Linked DNA regions of Mus musculus: regions 1, 3 and 4 are each linked to region 2. The links are chromatin contacts, called in public HiChIP or PLAC-seq and capture Hi-C maps. All regions are on one chromosome and are shown on one strand. The core of a region is the stretch at or near the end of the contact, and the rest is flanking DNA. Distances in the headings are between cores, read along the strand shown.

Region 1 (4,219 bases), core at 1,406-3,905, 200 kb after region 2:
AACGAGACCCAGGTGCATTCTCCATCCACACATTCCCTGCCCAACGCTTCAACGACCTTCCTCCCAGAAGTCACAGCGACCAGGGAGTCTACTTGTCTTATCACACAGCAAGGAAGTGTCTCCCAGGTCCTGGCTAGCAGCCAATCGGTGCTTCCAGGCCCCGCCTAGCAGCCAATCGGTGCAGAGCAGGGCAGGGCCAACCTTATGGCCCTGGCCCAGGCAGGGTTCACTCAATCCAAGCGCATACTTCTGTGTTCCTTGGTTTTGTAGCTGCTGTGTTGCCGCCTACACTAGCAAGCACCCACCTCAGGACTCCCACATCCCAAGACAGGGCTAGCAATAGGACTCAGCCCATCACCAAACCTGACAGCCTGAGTTCAATGCCTGGGAAGGAGTCTCCCACAGGTTGTTCTTTGACCTCTGCTCATAACTCACAGCAGCACACACAGGCTCTCCCCCATCCTCACCACCACCGCACACACCATAAAAAGTAAATGAATAGGTAGGTGGGGTGGGGGGTGTGATACCAGCAGCTTCTCCTGACCCCCTTGAGATCATATGCTGCACTTGTTGCCCAGGCTCCTCCCCGCAGCAGTTGGGAAGCTGATCCTTCCTGATCTCTACATATAGAACTGGGGAAACTGAGGCAGCGCGGCCCAGGCAGCATGGTGAGCAGAGATGCTCAGACAGCTGTCTTCTGAACCTGAGTGATGGTCTCTGCCTCCACACACAACAGAATATGGAGGAGTGCCTGGCAGAGTGCTCCCCAACACAGTCAGTGCTCCCCAAGTAGCCCCCTGTGTCCCCAACAAATCTCCCATAAGGCATTACAGAGAACAAATGGGTGCTTGACTATATCCCCAACCTGAGAGCAGCCTGACTCACCTTCACAGTCACCCTGAGGCCAGTATGGCTATTTCCCTGTCACACAGATGGGAAAGCCAGGCACAAAACACATAGGCAGTGAAGCGGCCTGCTCTTGCTCGCTCTCTCTCTCTCTCTCTCTCTCTCTCTCTCTCCTTTCTCTCTCTGCCAGTCTCTCTACATCTTTCGCTTTCCAGCACACACTCACACACACAGACACACAGACACACACACACACACATAAACACTCACATACACACACAACTTCCATTACCCATCCACTTTTATGGTGATTGGCCACACTAACCAACTGGAACAAGAAGGGGGTAAAGGCAGGGTACAAGAGACTAGAAAATTCCTCCCAACCTAGCATGTCTGACACATGAACCCATTAAAAGGGATCAAGTCCCAGTGGGTTAACACTCATAGATTTCAACACTGTGCAGAAACTGAGGAGTTACCCTCAGTGTGCTAACCACTGTGACTATTGGTGTACAAGCCAAGAGAAGACGGTGCTCTGACCTGGAGGAAGGATCCTAGGGATACAGGGTGATCACAAAGTTGGGGTCCACAGGTATCCCCTAGTACAGTGCCAGCAGAGTACAGACCTGAGGCCAGAGAAGAGAAAGAGAAACAGAAGGGCCAGCAGCAGGCCGGATTTCCTATACCCCTGTTTCCTGAGTGTCACCCACCCACTCTGCCAGATGGAGAAAAAGAACAGCATGGCCTCTGAGTGCCGCTACCCACCGGCTGTGCCCACCCCCAAGAGCAACTTTTCAGTGTGATGGCCCTAAGAGCTGGCTCCCTGAGGCCCAAGATCATAACCATGATTTGCCAAGAGGAGCAGGCAAAGCAGACTAACAAGAGAAATGTTGGCTCGAATTACCTAATCCTTATTCATCCACGTACCCCAACTCACCTCTGTCCCACTGAGACAAGAGGCCACTTCCGAAGCATGGCCCTTCCCCATCGGTCAGGACATTAGTCACTTCTGCCACCAACACAGAAAACACGAAGTTAACTTTGGTATGCCTGTAAATCCCAGCACCCAGAAGGCTGAGGCAGGTGGATCAGAGTTTGAGGCCAGCCTGGGCTACACAACTAGCCAGTCTGCGCTACAAAGACCCTGTCAAAGGGGGAAGGAAAGAGGTAAAGAAAGAGAGCCATAAAGGGCCAGAAGGCTCAAACACTTAGCTTACAAAAGCACCCTCGAGTCTCCTGGTTGCTGCGGCTTGTGAGAGAATCCATTGGGATTTACATCTTCTCTGGACAGTGGCTACACACTGGGGATCCCCAAGCCTCAGGTATTAGGGCTAAGGACAGGAATTCCTCCTCTGTGTCTATAAAATCCACATAAACGGCCTAACACACATGGCTTTTCTGAGCCCCAGCTGTCTGCTCTACAATCCATGGATGTAGCCCAGGAAGACTTCAAACTAGGGATGGCTAAATGTGGAGATTCTCCTTTCCCTCCTCCTTCCTCCCTCCTTCCTCCTCCTCCCCTCCTTCCTTCTTTCTCCTCTCCTCTTCTCACCCTTCTGGCCTGGCTTCACACTCCAAAGTTTATTCTCTCCTTGTCTTCATATAGTTTTTCCAGCCAGCCTGTAAGTCTAAAACCACAAGGGGAAAAAAAGTTACCTTCTCTCTCCCACTTAGCCGCTTGAGACACCCAAGAGTCTGTTAGACTAACTCCCCTCTGCTGGTAACCTGGAGCTCGCCCACACTGGAGCAGCCCCATTGCTGTGGGCAGCAGCTTTCCCCTCAGGCCTGCAATCTTGCTTGACTTTGTTTCTTGTGATGCAAATCAGATCCTCTACAGCCCTCCCAGATCTAAATGCCCGTGAATTCCTTTGCTCTGAAGACAGAGGCACACTCTTTTACCTTGACCCACAAGTCCCCTCGTGACCCAGGAGGCTCCACCTGGCTCTGGACCAGGCCTGAACCTTCTCAGCTTCCTCTCTCATGGGTCCTCAAGTCCCTCCACGAGTGCCTGTGAGCCTGGCCCTGTCCGTCACTAAACAAGCCACTTGTCCTACACACCACTTGGTGCTGTCTCTGTCCCACAGACACTCCTAGCAGCTGCCTCCGCTCTCTTGAGAGCTGCTCCCCACTAATCCATATCGCTCTCTCAGGGAAGCTCACCCTGATCCAGCTCAGAGAATGTACGAAGCCCAGGCAGGGGAATGCCATGTGTTAGACGGACAGGCCTGAGATCACAACACTTGGACAGACAGCCAAACTTTTCTAGGCCTCAGTTTCAGCCTCTGGACAATAGAAGTAAAGTGTTCTTCATTGGCTGAGGAGACAGAGAAGGCCTAAAACTGTGTCTGTCACACACTCAATCCTCAGGACATCTCACACACACACACACACACACACACCACACACACATATATACACACACACACACCACACACACACATATACACACACACACACACACACACCACACACACATACACACACACACACACACACACACACCATGGTGCCTCATTGGTATCTTTCTGTTGGAATATATAATCCTGGCTCTGTTACTATTACTATTATTATTATTCTCTAATCTTTTTTACAGTCCAGTCGCTATTCCCCTCCCGGTCCACCCTCTGACAGTTCTTCATCCCATTCCTCCTCTCCTGTCTCCAAGAAGATGTCCTCATCCCCGCCCCCACACCACCAGAACTTCCCCCCTCCCTGGGGCCTTAAGTCTCTAGAGGGTTAGGTGCTTCTGCTCTCACCGAGGCCAGGCCAGGCAGTCCTCTGCTGTATATGTGTTGGGTGCCTCAGATCAGCTAGTGTATGCTGCCTGGTTGGTGGCTCGGTATCTGAGAGATCTGGGGGTCCAGGTTAGTTGAGACTACTGGCCTCCCTGTGGGGTCGCCCTCCTCCTCAGCTTCTTCCAACCTTTCCCTGATTCAACCACAGGGGTCCTTGGCTTCTGTCCATTGGTTGAGTGTAAGTATATGCATCTGGCTCTTTTGGCTGCTTGTTGGGCCTCTCAGACCAATGGTTGAATGTAAATATCTGTGTCTGTCTCAGTCGTCTGCTTGTTGGGCCTCTCAGAAGACAGCCATGCTAGGCTCTTGTCTGTAAGCACACCATGGCATCAGTAATAGTGTCAGGCCTTGGAGCCTCCCCTTGAGCTGGATCCCAATTTGGGCCTGTCACTGGACCTCCTTCCCCTCAGTCTCTTCTGCATTTTTGTCCCTGCAGTTCTTTTAGACAGGGACTCTGTTACCGTTTGATGATATATATCTCTTTCATCAGAACACAGTTTGGTAAAGATGGGGCAAAACTTGTTTTCATACACCCCAGAACTGGTACAGGGGGTGTCACTCCAACAAAGATCCCTCTG
Region 2 (4,099 bases), core at 1,211-3,710:
GCAAGCTTGGAACCGAGTGTGGCTGCCACCCAAGGTGATCATGGAAGGCTTCATGCAAGAGGTGTGCCCTGCTTGGACCTTAGTGCTGGGTGCTGTAGGGAGGTAGAGGCCAAGGGTTATTAATAGGCCTGGCTCAATAGGCCTGGATGGGGGTGAATGTGATACAGACACTCAGCACCGTGGCTGGGGAGTACCTGACACCGGAAGGGGAGGGGGCCAGGGGCTGGGGGAGCGCCACCTCCCAAAATAGCCAGGGCTGTAGACTATTTAAGTGGCTGTCCCACCACGAGTCTCATTTCCCAACAGGATCTCCCACCAGCCCAGCTTTTCTGTATAGGCTCCGGCCTCTGCTCATCCAAGGTAAGCGGTAGCCTCTGAGGTTGGAGGATGGAGAAGGTGGAATCAGGCCAATTGAAAAGGACAGCCAGGCTGCCATTTCTCTAGAATCAAAATGGAGGTTGTGGAGTACGGGATCCCTGAGTTCTCTCCGAGCTTCTTGGGTAGCCTGAATAAATACTTGCCCCCAAGGATGGACCTCAGCTGTCCCTCAGATGGAGCTGAGAGGTAGAGCCATATGTCTGTGGAGGTCTATTGGTTCTATCAGGGGAGCAGAAGGCAGAGGGTGAGAGGCAAGCACTTGGGTGAGGAGTTGATTGGCTAAGCCAACAACATGCATGCTTCGCTGAGGATGTCCCAGTGAGGGGACTCAGCAGCAGAGGGAGGAGCAAGGGGAATGGTGAGAACCTTTACCATAAGAGCCAGTATGTGGCTCAGACGCACTGTAGGACTGAGGTTGGGGCATGAGAAAGGATATCTAAGAGGTTTACAGCACACTAAGTCACACCAATAAGCTGACCCTGCTCTGCCTCTGCCTCCATATGGATGGGTCTTCGGGCATTTAGAGACTCCAGGCTCACTATAGCACAAGGGTCTCCAGTTGGAGAAACAGATGCTGTAACTGGGGCCACAGTATAAAGAGAGCCCAGACATTGAACTGTCAACACAGAAGCCTGGCACACTGGAACTGGCAGTCCAGCTGGGAACAAGGGGTAGAGGCTGAGGCCACTAAGTCAACTGAGGCAGGAGACATAGGAGCTAAAGCAGCTGAAGGGTGCAGGACAGCTGGGGGGTCTGAAGTGGGCCTCATGCCCAGAGCTATGAAGTCAGGGGCTGTAGCCTAGGAGCCTTGGAAGCCAGCTGGCAAGCTGTGGCCCAAAGACGCTGACTCACCAGGAGGGGGCAGCTGGAGCCAGGCACTCCTAAGGTTTCCAGGAAGGGCAGCCTTCCAGGGCTCAGCTAGGGGAGACAGTGTTGACAGCAAGTTGTCAGGCAACTTGAGCTACTGGGCAGCTGGGAAGCTGTCCCTTGGTCCCCAGTATCATCATCACCCCAGACGCTGCCCACCTGCCTCAGGTCCCACACAGTGATCCTCCCATCTTTAACACAACACATGACCAGAGAGAAAGGTTATAGCTCAAGGTCATGGGGGGATTCAGCGTGACTCACATTCAGAACTCTATGTGTATGTCTAGTGCTCATATACACTTCGAAGGCTGCTAGCCACAGTCTGAAACTTTGGGAGACCTGAGGGAAGATGGCAGCCTTGTACTCTGGTCCCGTGAGATGAAAAATGTCCTGTTTCCCAGAGGTGATACTCTGATCACAAAACATGGTAATCAAAAAGTATGGTCTGATGGTACTATCCCTTATCCCCCAAATATGACCAACTTGAAAGGTAGATAGCTATGCTGTGGGGCCTCTCTCACCTTAGCCTCCCTAATGGGAATTAGATGAAACACAACTCAGCTGTGTCTGGCCCTGGAGACTAGAAAGTGTGAGAAAAAGAGTCTTCTGGCAGATAAACTGGTGCCCAAAAGGGTCTTCTGACAGATAAACTGGTGCCTTCTTCCTCGCAGAAACCAAATCAAGTTTCAGAATGTGGTCAGGTGAGGGAGGGATGGAGCCCAGACAGAGAGCCTCTGCACAGAGGAGCTCTGATAGTCCAACAACCTCCTCCCTGGGTCCTGTGGCTCAGGTTTCAAGTTCTTAACATTCAGATTTTTCGCGGCATAAATTTGCATCCAGGACAGAAGACAAGAGGGTACTGGAGGCGTGGAGAGACAGAGTGCATAGCCCAGGGGCCACATCGGGGTGGAGGCTGGTCAGCATCATTTTTTCCCCACGCGAGAGGACATTGTCCGAGATGCCCAGATCGGAGCCTCTCTGCCTCCCGTATGCCCTTGACAGCGGCAGAACGCTCCAGTCTCTGCTGGTGGCCCTTTAGATCAGGAGATGGCCCCTGGCGGCGGGGTCCTGGGCGAGCCTCCTGAATGCCCGGACCCCATGGGCATGTGGCCCGCTCAGCTTGGCGGTGCGGCGGGACTGAGCTGCTGAGCTGTGCGCTGAGCCGGGCGCCCCCTGGCGCGGAGCCAGGCCGAGCGGGCGTGCGCCTGGCGCGCGACACTGCAGCGCTGGTCATATGAGCAGAAAGGATGAGGAGAACACTTTTTAATCTTTTCGCACTTGCTCTGCCCGCTCAAACAGTTGCAGGATGTCGATGACAGACGTGCTCAGCGCTGAGGACATCAAGAAGGCGATAGGAGCCTTTGCTGGTGAGCAATGCACCCCCACCCCACTCCCCGCGCCTGGCCCTGTCCCCTTGCCCTCTTCCCGCTTCTGGGGCACCCCTCATCCCTCTGCGAAGCCTCCCCAGTTTCTTCCCTCACGCATCGGGTCTCCATCCTAGGGGGTTAGCTCCTTGGTCCTATGCTTTCCAAGAGCTGCACGGACTGTGCTCCCTGACTGAGTCTCACAAAGTTGAGGGCTCAGAAGAGTGGCCTCTCCGGGAGAACTTGTGGGGGGGTCCAGGACCAAGTGCGAAGACCAGGGAGGAAGAAGCAAGGACCCAGACATCCTCCTCTGAGAAGTGTAGAAGGGTCTGCAAGCCTGGGCTTTCTCTTCAAGAGACCCCTTTCCTTGGCCCCCATTCCCAACAAGACTTTTCCTGGAAGGTAGCCCATTAGTGGAGATCCCCTCCCAGGACAGACATAAGGGCACAGTGACCTTTCTGCATCAGGCACCCAGCCCTGCCCAGCCCGCTGCAGCTCCCCATCTGTACCCCCAGCATCTAATCCTTTTAGGTAGTCCAAGAGAGGGGTACCCACTCGGCTGTGTGATCTCTTTCCTCTAGCTTAGATGTTCTTCCTCTGTCACCCAGGGAGGGAAACTGAGGCTGGGATAAGATTCAAGCTGTACAAGGTCACCCAGTCCAGCACAGGAAGAATGAGATCTGAGGTGGCCTCAGGTCTCAGTGCCCCACCTTGGTGTGTAAAAAGACAAAGCAACTTTTTTTCCCTCCAACTCTGGGCTGAGGGGAGACCATAGTTCTTAAGAGTTTCTGGACAGAGAGGGACATCTATCTGCTTTTTATATAGCTTCCTTCTCCTCCAGACACATACAGGAAGCTCCAAGAAGCCCCCCACCTCCCCCTGGAGCACTATGATAACCCATTCACAGTGCCTTGAGCCACCTTGTCACCCTGAGTATGAAACTCAGCTGAGTTCTTAGAAGTCCTTCATCCCACCCCCAACCACTGGGATGGGTCTCAGAATCTGTGCAGGACTTCTGGGTCCTCCCCTCCCCCTCCCATGATGTGACCTTGACAGAACTATGTCCTCACAGAGTTGATCTTTCTGATCACAGTATGTAGCCAATGAGAGAAAGCCGCCTTTCCATCCATCCTAGCTAGCATCCATCGCATGCCTGTGCACAGCCCACCCAGCCCTCACCCAAAAGGCTTCATAGAAATACAGTTCTCAGGAGGCTGACAGTCTCCCTGTGGCTCATCAGTGTGTGTATGGGGGAACCAAGAAGGGTCGACCTTGGGCAAAGCATCCTTTCCTAGCTGGGCTCCCTCTGTCCTCCTGTTCCCCACAACCATGCAGGTACCCTTTAATAAATGGTACAACATCTCTTTCCCTGACTTTCCCGGTGCCTCTCCCCTGTCCTTCTTTAACCTCCTCTTCCCCCTCAACCCCCAACAGCTGCAGACTCCTTCGACCACAAAAAGTTCTTCCAGATGGTGGGCCTGAAGAAAAAG
Region 3 (4,289 bases), core at 1,022-3,521, 250 kb before region 2:
GAAGTACAACCGACTGTGTACTCAGGGCCAGTGGATGATCCAGAACAGGAGGTAGCCTTCCCCTCCCCATCACTCGGACCTCATGCTCCTACCCATGCTGGGCCTGGGGGGTAGCAGAGGGTGGTGAGCGGAGGCTGAAGACAGCAAAGTCTCTCCTGACTATCCATCCTGTCCTGACTGTCCCTCCTGTCCTGACCAGCCTTTCCCCAGATACCCAGCAGGCTCCAGCACGCATTTCACCATCCTGTCCGTCCCAGTCAGGGTAAATGGTGGAGCTGCCTTGACTTCTGTAACCACATGGCTCTACCAACGATGGGGACAGGGCACAGGGCACTTGAGAGCACATGGCCTTTCTTCCACTCCCCTACAGTCCGAGGACGCCATTGTCTTTGCTGCCGTTGACTTCCATGGGGACAGTAGCTCTCAGGGTTACCCTGTGTATTTGTGTTCCCTGCAGTGTCCTGCCTGTTCGCTTGGCCTCCTGGCAAGGAGGTGTCTAGCTAAGAACGTCCTCTTGGGAGCTTGCAGGGGGCAGAGGGAGCTGTGAAGTGACGTGTGTGTGTGTGTGTGTGTGTGTTGGGGGCTAGCCAGAAGGATGAAGATGGACAGTCCTCTTGGGCCAGCAACTGAGGATACCGCTAAGCCCCATTTGCCCATTAGTTGATCTTATTCTAGATAGAGGGTGGCAAGGAGTGACAAAGCTGGATTTTTCCAATATGTTGGGGACAGTGACAAAAAGGAGGTAAACTGTCCGAGATGTGATGTGAGTCCGTGCTGTCGTAGCAACAGGCTACTGTGTGACATAAGCCTGATATGCCTAGGGGTCAGAAGGTCTGCATGGGGAAGGGCGCTGTCTTGTGTGCCCTTCTTCATGTGGCTCCCTCAGCCACCAGCCCACTCCGGGAGCTGCTTACTGGCTTCTGGTTTCGGCACCAGAGCCCATGACTGGAGTTTTCTGAATGAAGGTGCTGTGTTTTCAGCCATGACCCCTCCCTGAGTGTTGTCACTATCTCTGAGAGGCCAGAGGGAGAGGGAATAGCCTTGGGCCTAGCACTCTCTTGCAGCCTGTGCCTAAGGCCCATTAGTCTAGGTTGATCCTGTGCCAAGTGTTGTGGGGCCCCAGAGCTCAGTTTCTGCACAACAGAAACACTAGCTTCACCGGGGTAACTCAGATGGGTCACAGTAAGGCTCCTCCCAGTGGTTGTCAGTCACAGGCAGTTAGACTGGGGCTCAAAGCCTGGCTCCCCTGGTTCCTTCTTGGGCAAGACTTACCTCTCCCAGCCTCTGGAACTTATCTGAGTGTGCTGAGACTGGGATGGACTCTGAGGACGAAGTGCTCACCTAACATAGCATGATTTCTGGGCTCCACCTGGTAGCCCCCAATAAGAAAGAAAGAAAGAAAGAAAGAAAGAAAGAAAGAAAGAAAGAAAGAAAGAAAGAAAGAAAGAAAGAAAGAAAGGAAGGAAGCCATGGACATGCAAGATGGCTGAGTGGGTTAAGAGGCTTGCCGGCAAGTTTGAGGACCTGAGTTCAGTCCCTGGAACCAACATGGTGGAAGGAGGGGACTGACTCCCAGAAGTCATTGCTTCCCCTCCACAGACCTGCTGTCCCAAACAAGAGTGTGTTCTATTACACAGAAACAAACAAAGCAAAGGGCCTGGAACGAGACGCCTTCCACTGGAGACTAAATAAGATGGTGGGTGGAGACGGTACCAACCACAATCGCTAAATGGCTCTTACTCGGTGCCACACAGGTGTGGAAAGCGATTATGTGCTCCCCACAGTCGAGCAAGGGAGGCGGACTCAGATCCTGTCCTTAACCTGCTTTCTGCGGCTGTAACAAAATTGCCAAGGCAGGGAAGTTTATAAAGAATAGAGGTTTGTGCAGCTCCTGGTGGCGAAGGCTGGAAGTCTAAGAAAGCAGCATAAGACTCTGGCTTTCTGCTGAGTCATAGTGGGACAGAGGGTGTCAGGAGATGAGGCAGGGCCGAAGGGGCTTGCCTGATGGTGCAGGGTAGGGGTGGGGGCTTGAGGCCACCCACCAGTGCTTCCTTTATCTGCTAGATGAATGCATTCACCAGGTACAGCCCCTTCCTGACCCAATCACTTCCCTGAATGCCCTTCCTCCAAACGCCACTAGCCTAAGACATTGGAGAATCCAAGTGTGAATTTTGGTTTCAAGTATGAATTCCAGGGACTCACAGTTGAACGAGCCTCACAGCTTGTGGGAAGCCTGAGGCCCAGAGGCTGAGTCATTTGCTAAAAGTCCCTGTGGCTTGTGACGTCATCACTGAGCTCAGGCAGCTGGCCGGCCCCCAGGGCATGATTGCCCAGCCGTGTGTGTGTGTGTGTGTGTGTGTGTGTGTGTGTGTGTGTGTGTGTGTGTGTGTGTGTGTGAGAGAGAGAGAGAGAGAGAGAGAGAGAGAGAGAGGAAAAGAGCACTCAGTTGTACACTTAATTGTATGGTGTCTCCTCAGGAAGGCTCTCATCTCTCAGTAGAGCCATTCCCAGCCGATGGGAGATCAGGGCATCTCTGTGGCTCTCACCAGTTCCTCTGAAAGCAGCTGGGAAAGTTGCACCTCATCTCAGCCCTTCCCCTGGGATACAGGGTCCCCAGTGGAGAGTTAACTCCTTGCTCCATACAGTGAATGCCCTGGGGAGGGCAAGGCATGATGGGAAATATACAACAGAGGCCTGGGGCCTGGTCTCTGGTTATTGTGGGCTGATAAAGATAACGTCATTGCTGGGAAATTCTCTGAAGAATGTGTCCTGGAAAATCTGCTGTGTGGGTAGCAGGGGCCTGAGAGATGGAGGAAGGGAGAGGGAGACCAGGTCCTTTGGTCCAGCAATTGAGGAGTACAGGGAAAAGATGGCTGAACCCCTGTCCCCAGTGCCAGTCTAGAGACAAGGGACTCTTCTACTAGCTGGGCACCCTTGGTCCCTATCTTGTCTGTCCATTTTGTTTTCTCCTGGTTCTGCCTGCCATCCTGCTGTTCTGTTGTTCTGCTGTCCCCACAGGGTCCGCTTGCCCTTCAGTGGCCTGCAGGTGGTGGGGGTGGGGACGCGGGTCTTGTCCTTGTAAGATCTAGCTGCTGGATGCTGGGTTTCACAGAACCTCCTCACTGGGCGATACCGCAGCACTGGCTTCCCCCCTTCCAGGAACCTGCCCTCATTTCCTCTCATGTGATGTCACTCTCCTGTGACCTGCCTGACCCTTTCTGCTAACTTCCAGCCATGAGATAAGGCAGAACGACAGGCTCCAGAGGCCCCTGTAAGCCTGACTCTAAGTGGTCTTTCTGCTTCCCCAAGGCCCTGTGACTAGTGCCACTTGCAGCCACTCTGTATCAGGTCCCCCAAACCATTCTTCCAGGTTCTCTGAAATATCTGCAAGGAGGTGGGGTCAGGGGATGGCTTTCTCCTGACTATAGTTCGGCCACCACACTTACGGAGGCCTGAAGTTTGCCGAGGTCACAGAACTAACTCGTCTGGTGGCAAAGTTATATGGAGCCCGGCTCTGCAAAATGTCCTGTCCACCACAGAGCAGGCCACTGTCCCTCCCTCAGTGCTGTCTTTCTGCCCTCTGTCCTTCAGCTTGTCCATAGAAAGAGCCATGTTCACAGTGAGGCCTGACCCCTCCCACTCCTTTCTCTTATCCATGCTTCTGCCTATCCACCCAGCATCTCTCCAGCTCCTCTGTGGGAAGATGCTGATATGCCGGATTGACAGGCCTAGGAGAAAGATCCCCCTGCTAAACTCACAGGGTGGGGTGGGGTGGGGTAGCAAGGCAATCCATATGGTGCCCCGGTTCCTTCTGACTCCAGCACTTAGCTGCTGAGGTGAGAGGGCTAGGTGGACGGGAGGACCAGAGGGGCCAGAAACTCAGAGGGCCGCACCTGGGAACAGGGCTCCGAATGCCTGAATCTTACATTTGTTCTGGGATGCTCCCAGCTTCCCTGCCTGCTTCTTGGGACCCTTCCCTGGGATAGCAATGCATGATAGGTATAAGATTATCATAACCATAACACAAATTTATATATTTATAACAACGTCCTCAAGGAACAATCGGGTTCCTCTTAGCTTGAAAGGGACTGGCTTGCTCCAGGGCTCCCCCTAGTGGTGATCTCATTTGTCAAGGGCGGCTAGGCTCTGGCTCTCCCTCCCGTCTCCGGGCTTTTAACTTTCCTTGTCAGACTAACCCTTGCTCTTGCGGGTTAAGTGCCTGTGTCAGGAGTTAAATCTGATTAGTTCAGAAATGTATATTTCATCAGTTCCCTCTCAGTTTCTCACGG
Region 4 (4,579 bases), core at 1,028-3,527, 220 kb before region 2:
GTCGTGATGCCTTTTTTGTTTGTTTGTTTGTTTTTGTTTTTTTGGTATTTTTGGAGACACCAAGAGAGACTCAAAGAAAACTGACACGTCTGAGCTAGCCTGGTCCAGAGCTCAAGTGTACCGAGGAGAGCTGGTTTGGGGATGACTGTGGTCCTTGCTCTGATCTATTCCCCACCCCGATTCCACATCAGCTGGGCCCGGATATGAGCCTCCAGGGGTCTGGGAAAGGCCAAAGTTCTCCCCAACAAGCCACTGGGCCGTAGAGGCTGCCAGCTATGGGGGAGAACCACTAACTTTGCCTCCTGGCTGATGGGAAGCCCTTGCTTGGGAGACACAGAGTAAGGCCGAGAAAAAAGACCCAACCCTTCCCCCATCCAGCCTGGAGCATCACAGGCTACGCCTGGCTTGCCAGAGGCCAGGGAGGAAGGACGTACATTCCCAAAGGCTACAGATGTTTCAGGACCTGGCTGGCTTCCTTTTTACCACTTCCTGTTTCCCTGCCATTTACCCAGTGACCACGGGGGTCTGTCGGTCTTGCCGAGACCTGGAGAATGGGACTCCACTCTGGGACAGGCAGAAAATAATGGGGAAATGTAGCCACTGTCCTGGCTTCAAGACAATTTTTTTAGGCCTCCCCTGAAGGCTCCGGTAGGCTGTAGAGACCCAGACCAGCGCAATGGACCAACTCACCCTCCTCGGCCATGTCCTTGTCCAGCACCAATTTTCCATGCCTGAGGAAATTCAGGATGGGCCCGAAGTAGGTGGGGTCACGGTCAATGAGGTAGGCCCCGGTCTCATCCTGTGGAGGAGATGACCACAGGAAGTGAGGGGTGTGCAAGCTTCCCCAAGCCAGCCACCCCCACCCCTCCTAACACACACACACACACACACACATACACACATACACACACACACACATAAACTCAAGTCACCACAGGCTGGCTGGAAGAATGGCTACAGGGAGAGAGGAAGCAGGAAGAAAGCAGTAAGGATCTGGGTTCGAACCCTGCCTCTGCCTTTTCCAGGCTGTGTGACCTTGAGCCAATCATCTGGCCTCTGGAGCGTTGCTTCTTTCTCCCATAGTCAGAGGATTAGATGTGAGTATAGAGGGTGACCGGATTCCTGAGTGGCCCCTTACCTCTCTCTCAGCACAGGACCCAGTGAATTTCCCTCTTAGGAAAGTTTCCCTCTTGGAGGCTGTGTACCGCGCCCACCCCCACCCCCAGCCAACCCCACTATTCACTAGATGTTTGCAAGTTTCCAAAGAAGCTGCACTCTGATTGGACAAGTGCAGCCTGCAGGGAGGACTGGGATCTGGACAACCCAGCACAGAAGACGGAGACATCAAGGGACAGGGGACTCACCCAAGGGCACAGTGTAAGAGGGCCACAGAATGGGGGACAGGGGACTTTGACAAGCCAACTCCAGAGGCCTTGCACACTAGGAGGCCAAAGTCAGAGAGCAGGGAAGTTCCCCTCTCCTCCCGATTCCTCCCTGGTCATTTGGGAATTTGGCAGGAGAGCAGGGTGAGCCCACAAGTGATAGCTCCAAAGCCAGTGCTCTTCCCTACATTAAGCCCAGCTCCAAGACACCCAGGCCTCCTCCATCTAGTTCCTTGTACCCTTCAGCTGCCCACACCCTAAGGGCGGGGAGAAGCAGCCGCATCAACTCCTTTAAGAGTCAGCCAGGGCAGTAAGGCAGGCCCGGTTTGTTGGTCCCTCCCCAGCGCTCCACAGTAAGGAAGCGTCCCGGATCTGGGGCAGCTCTCCAAAGCTCTAAATGGCTGCGGCCTGTGCTGTCCCGTTGCCACGGCAATGGGTATAGCTATTCCTCTCGGCTCCTCTTCCTCCCCCTCCTCCTGCCTCGGCTCCCCGCCTCAGAATCCTAGGAAAGCCAGAGGCCGAGGGACGCGCAGGCGGGACAGCCCGGGAGCGCGGGGCCAGGACCCCCCTGTCAGCGGGCTCAGGGCTCACCCTGTCCGATTGAAGCTCTTCGCCCTGACACAGGCGGCTGAGGAAGGACTTCTGCTCCCGACACAGCGTCTGGCGGGTGGTCAGGAACACCGTGCCCCCCACGTTCAGCCGCACCCACTTGCCCCAGCCGCCCCCGGGGCGGCCGCCCGCCCCCACCGGTGGCGCTGCCTCCCCGGCCTCCATCCTCATCGCCGGCCGCGTTGTCTGCATCCTTCCCTCCGCACGCCGCGGGCGAGTACCAGGTGCAGGGCATGCCGGGAGCTGTAGTCTGGAGCCAGGGCTGGGATGCTCTGCGCTTGTCCTGGTGTTGCTCGGACAGCACGTCCCGCCCCACATTGCCTTTCTTGGTGATCTATCATCTGGTCTCTCCGTGTGGCCAGACTGCTTGGTTTGCAGAAGGCCCTGCGAAAACAGTGATTTCCTCATTGGCTATCCCCCCCCATTTGTTCTGCTTTGTACGGGGGCCCCAGCTGAGGAATACCTGACCTGAGAAGAACTTTCTTCCTCCAGAAATTCCTATATTTACCTGAACCTACTTTTAAAAATAGGCGCACGCGCCTGTGTGTGAGCATGTGCGTGTGTGCATATGCGTGCATGAGCCACATCAGCAGTGTTTCTTTTTTGTCCCGTGTGTGGCAAAGACCACGGGGATGAGGTATAGTCACCACCTCTTCCTAAATTCTTTGAGGATATGTAGTTGGGCTTAGGGCTGGCTGAACGTTTCTGTGTGCCAGAAGCTGTGTGAGCATACATATGACTCCTTTAAGCTTCCTGCATCCCTGCCGGGTTGCTCTGGATGCCAGTCTTGGTCTAGTCTGAATGCTACGGAGTCTGCTTAAAGAGTGAACGTTCAGAAGATGAAGTTCAGGTACTGGCTTCTCTGGTGCCACTTGGCTTCCATATGTGCTTGACCTGAAGCTTGGAGATGAGGCATGGATCGGCTCTACAAAGTGGGGAAGGGGAGTTTTAGAATAGCCCCCTCCCCCATGATGCTGAGATGCCCAGGCCCCCCAGATGCCTTTCCTTGATGGGAGTGTGGGGTGTGCAGCAGGACTGGGGAGGCTCCAAAGCTCTCAGCAAAGGAGGAATGGGCTTAGGGTTTGGAAATGGTCACTCTAGCATTGGCATTCAAGGTGATTGCTGGGCTAGCAGAATGGAGAGGAAACAGGGGAGGGGGAGGATCCTGTTTGGGGGACATGGTCACTGCTGTTCTCACCCCACTGTTCAGTGAGTTCCTGAGGACAGTTGTTCCTTTTAGGACAACACAGCAGGTACAAAAAGACCTGACTTAGGGATGGCCTAGTTTCACTTTCTGTTGATGTAATATTAACATCCTGCCAAAAGCTAACGTAGGAAGAAAATGGTTTATTTGGCTCATAATTCCATATGAGCTCTTTGCTATAGGGAAGTCTAGGTTCCAGGACCTCGAGGCAGCTAGCCACATCCACAATCAAGAGCAGAGAGAGAACAAATGTATGCTTGTACTCAGCTCACTGTCTCCACTCTTACACCGTCCTGGGCTGAAGCCTAGGGAATGGTGTCTCCCACAGTGGGCTGTGTCTTCCCACATCAATTAATGTAATCAAGACAATCTCCTACAGTCATGCCCACCTGATTCAGACAATTCATCACTAGCTCTCTTCACAGGTGATTCTAAACTGTGTCAAGCTGACCCATCACTGGGGAGGTGAGAGGGGCAAACCCCTTGCAAAGGATGGAGGTCAGATCTTCCTCCTTCGGGCTGCACATATACCTGTGATGTCCTCCAGGCAGGGCCCTGTTATAAGTACCTGGCCACAGACACCAAAAGCATCCATCAGAGATAAGTTCATTGAGCACCGTGCTCTCAAGACCACACTCTTGGTGTGCCATCGCGATCAGGGTGATGACGGCAGCCACCAGGACAGCAGGTACTGTTCACTGAGAGCTTTCCTGGTTCAAGTGGTGCCCACACATGGGCCGTCCTCATTCCGGGACTCTCAGATATGGATCCTACTTTTCCATGCCTCTCTTACAGTAGATAAAAGGAGGCTCAGGGACTGTGGGACAGTGCTGGGAGAGGCTATGGAGAGCAGAGTCAACCTCAAAGCCTTGCCTCACTGACTCGGAAGCTGTCCCTCCTTCCTATGGCAACACCACAGGTGAGGAGACCACAGTCCACACAGCCGGTCCAAGCAGGCCAGTGGGAGTCCAGCACACATCTGGACATTGTCCCTGTTTGGTGTCAGATGGGCCAGTACCTTGAGGGTGAATAAAGAGGAAGGCTTGCCTCAAATTCTTCTCCTTCTTTCAGAACCCCTACCCTGGACAGACAAGCTCCTCCGACAGACACCTAATGTTCTCCCCCTGTGTCACTGTTCCGTTGCTGGGATAAAATAACCTGAGCGCAATAACTTGAAAAGAGAACGAGTTATTACGTGTTGCTTACTTTCCATAGTTTATCGACTGTTGGTTTTAGTTTCCCTTTTTAGAGGTATGGTGGGGTGCAGTACTGAGGACTGAACCTAGGGTCTGCTTGCCTCGTGGCAGAAAAAAAGGAAGAAAGGAGAGCAGAGAGGAGAGGAGAGGAGAGGAGAGGAGAGGAGAGGAGAGGAGAGGAGAGGAGA

The links. HiChIP or PLAC-seq counts read pairs in DNA pulled down with a chosen protein or histone mark. Capture Hi-C pulls out chosen DNA fragments and counts their contacts.
Region 1: an H3K27ac HiChIP or PLAC-seq map of embryonic stem cells shows a contact between it and region 2, with 3 times the contacts expected there. The contact joins the enhancer-like site here to the promoter of Pvalb in region 2. A contact is called at or near these places in 5 of 39 promoter capture datasets (the C10 cell line, HPC-7-derived erythroid cells, pre-B cells and 2 more), 1 of 15 datasets of contacts at CTCF or cohesin (the NIH/3T3 cell line), 4 of 484 Hi-C or Micro-C datasets (CD4 T cells, nephron progenitors and regulatory T cells), 3 of 115 datasets of contacts at active chromatin or transcription factors (embryonic midbrain and embryonic stem cells) and 2 of 9 other capture datasets (adipose tissue and embryonic stem cells).
Region 3: a contact with region 2 is called in an H3K27ac HiChIP or PLAC-seq map of acute myeloid leukemia, with 5 times the contacts expected there. The contact joins the enhancer-like site here to the promoter of Pvalb in region 2. A contact is called at or near these places in 1 of 39 promoter capture datasets (the C10 cell line), 3 of 484 Hi-C or Micro-C datasets (the AML12 cell line, bone marrow-derived macrophages and cerebral cortex), 7 of 115 datasets of contacts at active chromatin or transcription factors (acute myeloid leukemia, bone marrow-derived macrophages, embryonic hindbrain and 3 more) and 3 of 9 other capture datasets (adipose tissue, embryonic stem cells and pancreatic islet).
Region 4: a capture Hi-C map of macrophages shows a contact between it and region 2, with 6 times the contacts expected there. The contact joins the promoter of Kctd17 here to the promoter of Pvalb in region 2. A contact is called at or near these places in 19 of 39 promoter capture datasets (the 3T3-L1 cell line, 3T3-L1-derived adipocytes, the C10 cell line and 15 more), 4 of 484 Hi-C or Micro-C datasets (the AML12 cell line, bone marrow-derived macrophages, cerebral cortex and 1 more), 5 of 115 datasets of contacts at active chromatin or transcription factors (bone marrow-derived macrophages, embryonic hindbrain, embryonic stem cells and 2 more) and 5 of 9 other capture datasets (adipose tissue, embryonic stem cells, liver and 2 more).

The regions. Positions count from the first base shown.
Region 1 is chr15:78,000,052-78,004,270 of GRCm38.p6, reverse strand. All of the region lies in intron 2 of Cacng2 (calcium channel, voltage-dependent, gamma subunit 2), which reads left to right. Among named protein-coding and RNA genes, the nearest start is that of Gm46520, 10 kb to the left of the region's middle. Within about 2 kb of position 2,655, at least 13 of the 459 cell types and tissues checked have an H3K27ac peak or open chromatin away from gene starts, as enhancers often do. A contact at or near this core is called in embryonic stem cells and stem cell-derived epiblast-like cells, where this site is marked.
Region 2 is chr15:78,202,598-78,206,696 of GRCm38.p6, reverse strand. It overlaps Pvalb (parvalbumin), which reads left to right and starts at 2,460. Exons shown (of 4, transcript NM_001330686.1): 1 at 2,460-2,612; 2 at 4,044-4,099. The coding sequence starts at 2,552.
Region 3 is chr15:78,448,238-78,452,526 of GRCm38.p6, reverse strand. It overlaps Tmprss6 (transmembrane serine protease 6), which reads left to right. Exons shown (of 18, transcript NM_027902.2): 10 at 1-51. Among named protein-coding and RNA genes, the nearest start is that of Tmprss6, 18 kb to the left of the region's middle. Within about 2 kb of position 2,271, at least 218 of the 459 cell types and tissues checked have an H3K27ac peak or open chromatin away from gene starts, as enhancers often do. A contact at or near this core is called in the AML12 cell line, acute myeloid leukemia, adipose tissue and 4 more, where this site is marked.
Region 4 is chr15:78,426,262-78,430,840 of GRCm38.p6, reverse strand. It overlaps Kctd17 (potassium channel tetramerisation domain containing 17), which reads right to left and starts at 2,277. Exons shown (of 8, transcript NM_001289671.1): 1 at 1,974-2,277; 2 at 691-799. The coding sequence starts at 2,183.